2 separate regions of the Lactuca sativa genome follow, and region 2 is linked to region 1. Evidence: chromatin contacts called from public Hi-C data. All regions are on one chromosome and are shown on one strand. The core of a region is the stretch at or near the end of the contact, and the rest is flanking DNA. Distances in the headings are between cores, read along the strand shown.

Evidence for each region. Hi-C and Micro-C count contacts between places; a contact is called where the count stands out from the background.
Region 2: a Hi-C map of leaf shows a contact between it and region 1, with 7 times the contacts expected there. The contact joins the promoter of LOC111911075 here to the promoter of LOC111911076 in region 1. A contact is called at or near these places in 2 of 4 Hi-C or Micro-C datasets (both in leaf).

What each region holds. Positions count from the first base shown.
Region 1 is chr4:249,534,857-249,537,854 of Lsat_Salinas_v11, reverse strand. LOC111911076 (probable serine/threonine-protein kinase At1g01540) reads left to right here and starts at 1,697. Exons shown (of 7, transcript XM_023906860.3): 1 at 1,697-2,515; 2 at 2,656-2,760; 3 at 2,849-2,971. The coding sequence starts at 1,869.
Region 2 is chr4:249,684,503-249,687,338 of Lsat_Salinas_v11, reverse strand. It overlaps LOC111911075 (probable E3 ubiquitin-protein ligase RHG1A), which reads right to left and starts at 1,265. Exons shown (of 7, transcript XM_042901346.2): 1 at 1,124-1,265; 2 at 683-820.

The sequences.
Region 1 (2,998 bases), core at 448-2,947:
TGAGGAGGCATACCTATATTCCATGTAGGTGATCCAATCTTCTATTTCTTAGCAAACCTAAAAAAACAATGCACAAATTTTAAGCAGTAATAAAAAATCGAGAAAATATTTGAAAAGTTATCATTTTTTCGATTAGTAATGAACTGTAATCAGAACACACATAAATTAAACCAAAACAAAAGATCAATGTATATATTTGAAACTAAGTGAGGAACTAACATTATAATGTAAATGACATAATCTATGAAACAACTAACCTGGCCATCAGCAGCAGAAGCAACTATGGTTCTGTTATCAGTAAAAGGCATGATTCTATAGTAGAAAGCGATGGATTTTGATAGCTCTAACCTGAGCGGCGATGGTAGGCGGTTTAGGGTATCCTGTGGTGACCTCTTCTTCTCCGTCTGAGTTTTACAGAGAGCATTAGAGGTCGGAAACCACCTTGGTAAACATAACAAATGAAAGCAGCTGAATCGATTAGGGTTAGTACTTCTTATCTATTCGAGCTACAAACACATAGGAGAGAAAGCGTAGGCACACGTATAGTCGCCAAAACATAAGGCGATATGCTCTCCTTCATACACCTAGGAGAGAAATACAGGAATTTGGTTGAACGTGAACAATCAACGGTGGTGGATGCGACTGGAAGCGGTGGGAGCGGAGGAGACAAAACATGCAAAGAAATTAGGGTGCATAGCAGGAGAGGTGAGTTGGAGAAAATGGGGGCAGATTTAGGTATATAGGGTGAAGGAAACCGTTGGTGACAAAAGCAAAAACCTGCGAGAAGGAAACTGGTGGTGGAGTGCTTATCTAAAGAACCCAGAAGCATCGAACGGAGTCGGTGTTGGTCTTTGAAGTTCTTCAAGTTGTAATCGTCATCATCAAAATTCAACTTAGGGATCAATTTTAGTTCGAACACAAGTATTTGGGTTACCATTAGTATCGAACAGAGAGAACAGTTGACAACCGAAAATTGAACTTGGAACCATCTTGCTCATGGAGGCAGGCTACCTTCAACACAGAGGCCGAAATCAAACAGCGCCATGAACAGTGAAGAAGTAGAAGAGGGCTAAAAAGACACATACCTTCAATTGACGTGTCTAACCTCTGGTAACAATTGTGAATGCAAGCAGGCATAACGGAAGCATATAAGCAAAAACAGAGGGCGGCGACCTCTAATTGTGTACGGTTGGGTTGAGGAGGTTGAAGAAGACACAAGAAAGGAATTAACGAATGACAGCCGCTTAAGGCGGTGGAGGATAGTAGCGGTGGGAATAAAAGGTTCGGGAAGTATCGACGAGGCGGTGGATATCGAGATTAACCAAACTCACGTCAACTAACCAACCCAAGAACAGTACCCTGGTCAGGTACTGTTCCTAAGGATTGTCCAAGTTTAATAAAAAAATAATAAAAAATTCAAAAACTTTATGCTAGAGTAACAATAACTTTTTTATTAAATAATTTGCATTTTTTTAACGACGTGGTCTATCCTAGATTCTACCGACACCTTGATACCGCAACTTGTACGATATTCATTTTCGTAAATACATTCTTACATATAAAAAAGTAAATTTGCATTCCAATTTGTAAATATACCAATATATTATTATATTAATTAATTAATTAATATTCAACTTACATAAATTGAATCCCAATACAAGCTTCCAAATATCTTAATGGTAAATAGAAGATTTTTCTATTATCATTCAGAAACGCAGGATTCCCTCTCTTCTACAGTCCCTACTCAATTTTGTCTTCTTGTTCTTCTACCACATCTTGGTAATTTTGTCTCCCTTCTTGACATCTTTAACGCTTCGTTCCCATGGACTTTTAGATTGTTTATCAGTAACCAAACACCGACAACAAAAATGTCCGGGTTTCTAAACGATGAGCTCTCCCGAAAAACCTCAATTTTTGGTTTAAAATTTTGGGTTGTTCTTGGAATTTGCTTTGGAGCCGCCATTGTCATCATCGTGTTCTTCATTTCACTCTATTTCACCTCGAAACGAAAAAAAACCTTTCATAAGACCAAAACAGTACCTCAAAAACCCACAATCCCAACAATCACCGACGAATTTCAACAACCTCGGTTCGACCCGACCCGAATTCACACTGTTCAAGCTCACGACAACAACAAGCATCAACAGCAGGTCGTAAACACAGCAACCAAATCGGATACTTTAGCCATAGTGACGAGCCATGCAGCTGAAGATGATGGTAATTTCGAGAAGATCCAGGTAGAAATTGGAAAGGGTCATCGCATTTCTTACCCGGAAAGAAGTGGTGGCGGGTCGTCTTATGGAAGCGGGTCGGGTGATCAGCTTTCGGTTGTTTCTGTTCAGCCCGAAGTTTCCCATTTGGGTTGGGGCCATTGGTATACTTTGAGGGAGCTTGAGCTTGCAACAAATGGGTTCTCAGACGAAAATGTGATTGGTGAAGGTGGATATGGTATTGTTTATTCTGGCGTTTTAATGGATAATACAACTGTTGCTGTCAAAAATTTGCTCAATAACAGGTTAATTTACAGTGAATAAACTCTTATTTTGACTTTATTCAGTATAGGGAACTAATTGAGGTTCATATTATTGACTAAATTATAGATAAATTCAAATGATAAATCAGTTAGCGTTCTTGTTTTTGTGTTGGATTTGACAGAGGACAAGCTGAGAAGGAGTTTAAGGTTGAAGTGGAAGCCATTGGACGAGTTCGTCACAAGAATTTAGTTAGGCTTCTTGGTTATTGTGCAGAAGGAGCTCAAAGGTATAATAACTCTTGATTACTTCCATTAAAAAAACCTTTTTGATCAATTGGACAATTTCTTGATTTGGAATTTGATTATTGTAATTAGGATTCTTGTTTATGAGTTTGTAAACAATGGGAACTTAGAGCAATGGCTTCACGGAGATGTAGGACCAATTAGTCCTCTTACATGGGAGATCCGTATGCGCATTATACTTGGAACGGCTAAAGGGTATTTTCGGAATCCAAAATATTAACC
Region 2 (2,836 bases), core at 16-2,515, 150 kb before region 1:
AGTTTACAAGTTATTATATTATTATAATCGAGAAAACAACTGTTCAACTTATGGGTATTCACAATTTGCACTTGTAAATGTACGAGTCTATTAAATGCTCAAGAAGTAAAGCACCAAACCATGTGTAATGGCGTACCAAAGTCAATCTTTCTGACCTAAATTAGGTGGAAACATGTCATAACTTCAAGCAAAATAAAAAAGAATAGGTGTACACCATAAAAATAATCAAACTGTGAAAGAAACAAAGAACATAATCTTTAAAATCAAACAAACACCACCCATCGAATCGGGTCAAATTGAGCATGCATCAAAACGAATGGATCTATGGGTAATCTACAATGAATACATCAAGCATTATTTCAAGAACAGTTTTATATGAATCGGGTAAAGTGTAATCGATTAAACCAGTCAAACAAGCGAAAAATGGTGTGTAGGTGATTATAAAAAGAAGAAAGGATTCAAACAAGAAGAGATAAATCTAAAAACGCATACGGTTATCTACAAAAAGACAAATTTGAAAAAGAAAATAAAGACTTTCTGGTAAAACCCAGCATCAACACCGAAATAAAGAACAAAAAACTGATTTTCCTTCAAAATATGTGAAATTTTCAGATGAGAAATTGGAAAAAACACAAAACTGAAATTGGGTATTGTTAAGAATGATCGATGAAAAACAACATACCTGAAAAAGACGGTAGAATACAGGCGATGGATCTAACGCTAAGTATAAGAAGATCTTGAAACGGTGGTTGAGAGAGTAGATGATGATGATTATGATCAAAACGACTTCATCTTCATCAACATATCTCTTGTTTCCTTTCTATACGAACAAACAAACAACCAAAGAATCAACCAATCAATCAGCTTTCTGATTCTTTAAGCAAAGACTCTTTTCAAAGAAAGAACAGCGAACAAGAGAGGCTTTCTTTCGTTGAGAGAAAATCAAACACGAAATTGTGTGCTTTTGTGGGGTGAAAAATAGGGTAATCTTTAATTTACGAAATAACCCAGAGAGAGAAAGACACACACACACAAAGTCGCAAGGCTCATAGTAGTTTCCTAAAGAAAGAGAGAGAGAGAGAGAGAAAGAATAGAAAAGAGAAGAGGGTGTGTGTATGTGTACCGAATACAAATGGGGGTGTGTTGCGTTGTGTTGTGTTGTGTCTGTCCCTCTCTAGAAAATTAAATTGCGTCTTCCAATGCGCGCCGATGAGACCACCACTTCTGTTTCTTGTTTCTTCTTTCACCCCTTTCACATGCCCTCTATCTTTCTAATCCTTTTCACACCTCCACCTTCTAACCTCTTCTCTTTCTAACCCTTTTAGGCCTAATCAAGAATTAAATTACAATTGTTGTGGTTTTCAAAATTCAACCTACTAGTGCACAATGACAGATAATATTGATATGGATATTTAATTATTACTTAAATGTTTAACCCATTCTATACTAGTATACTACCAATAGAGTAGGGATATATCTTTTGGGTCAAAGTTGGTATTAATTGCATTTGTAATTAATACTAATAGACAAAATTATGTGTATATTGAATTTGAGAGATTGTAAGAATAATTTGTTCCGTTTATTGTATAATCTCTAAAAGAATCACACTAAATAGTAGGTAGGTGTATTGAATATAGCTCTTTGAAGTCATTTATCGATTTATTTTATTTTAAAACCAGCTAAATTTTTGATATTTTTTTATGTATTTATATGTACGTAACTCATTCCTGGCAACCAAGCTATTTTGTTGCTACGTTCTTTGAACGATAACGTACACTTACACTATAACCGGATATAACCTAAACATGCACATCGCTCCTTGTTCGATGCATTTTCTTACAAAAAAAACTTGTTTTCATCGATTGTAGTCACACTTACTAGATTGACTACATGAAATAGTACACAAGAGATGTATGTTAGTTCTAGATCAGATCGAATTTGCTGTAGATGGATGTAGATACAATCGAAAAACTTCAAATTGTAAAACAATTAACAATCGAGAGTGTATAGAAATGTTTCCATAATTTATTTGAATGAACAAAAGAAATTGTAATGCCTAATATGAATTATGACTAATGAACATACAATTAAACATGTCTACGATCTACATTAAAATTCCGATTTCCATACTTAGAAATCGTTTGCATACACTAAAGGTGTATATGATAAAATCATTATTGGACAAATTAAAGAACTAATTCGACATATTAAAGAAGGTCTACTTGGTCTAAGGATGTCGAGTTATATATAGGATACAGTTCGACATGCACACATATAAGGAAATGATTTTTTATATGAAATTTTATTGAAAGTATATCCCTTAGCACATCATCCTTGGTGAAAATATATGTAGAGCAGATGCTGCAAACTAGATGTGTAACGACCCAAATTTCACGTCCAAATTTCATTTAAATTAAGTAGTTTGTAAAACATTTGTAGTAAAACGTCCTACGATCATATCATTTCAATAAACATATCTCGTGTCTAAATACCCAATACATGAAAATAGTAATAATGTCATAGTACAATCCCAAAATATCTCATAATGCGGAAAACCAAAGTGTGTGTGTGTATGATGTGCCGCTACCGCGCCGGCTCCTTCCCCTTCGCTGAAGAGGTACCTGAAACAACAACTGAAAACTGTAAGCACGAAGCTTAGTGAGTTCCCCCATCGTACCACATACCACACAATCATATCACATACATACTGTCATGCATTTCTGGGGTGCCCGACCTACCCGGTACGGCCATTCTGGGGTGCCGACCTACCCATGCAGCCATTCTGGGGTGCTGTCCTTCCCGTGTCAAGCCATTCTGGGGCGCTGACCTACCCGTG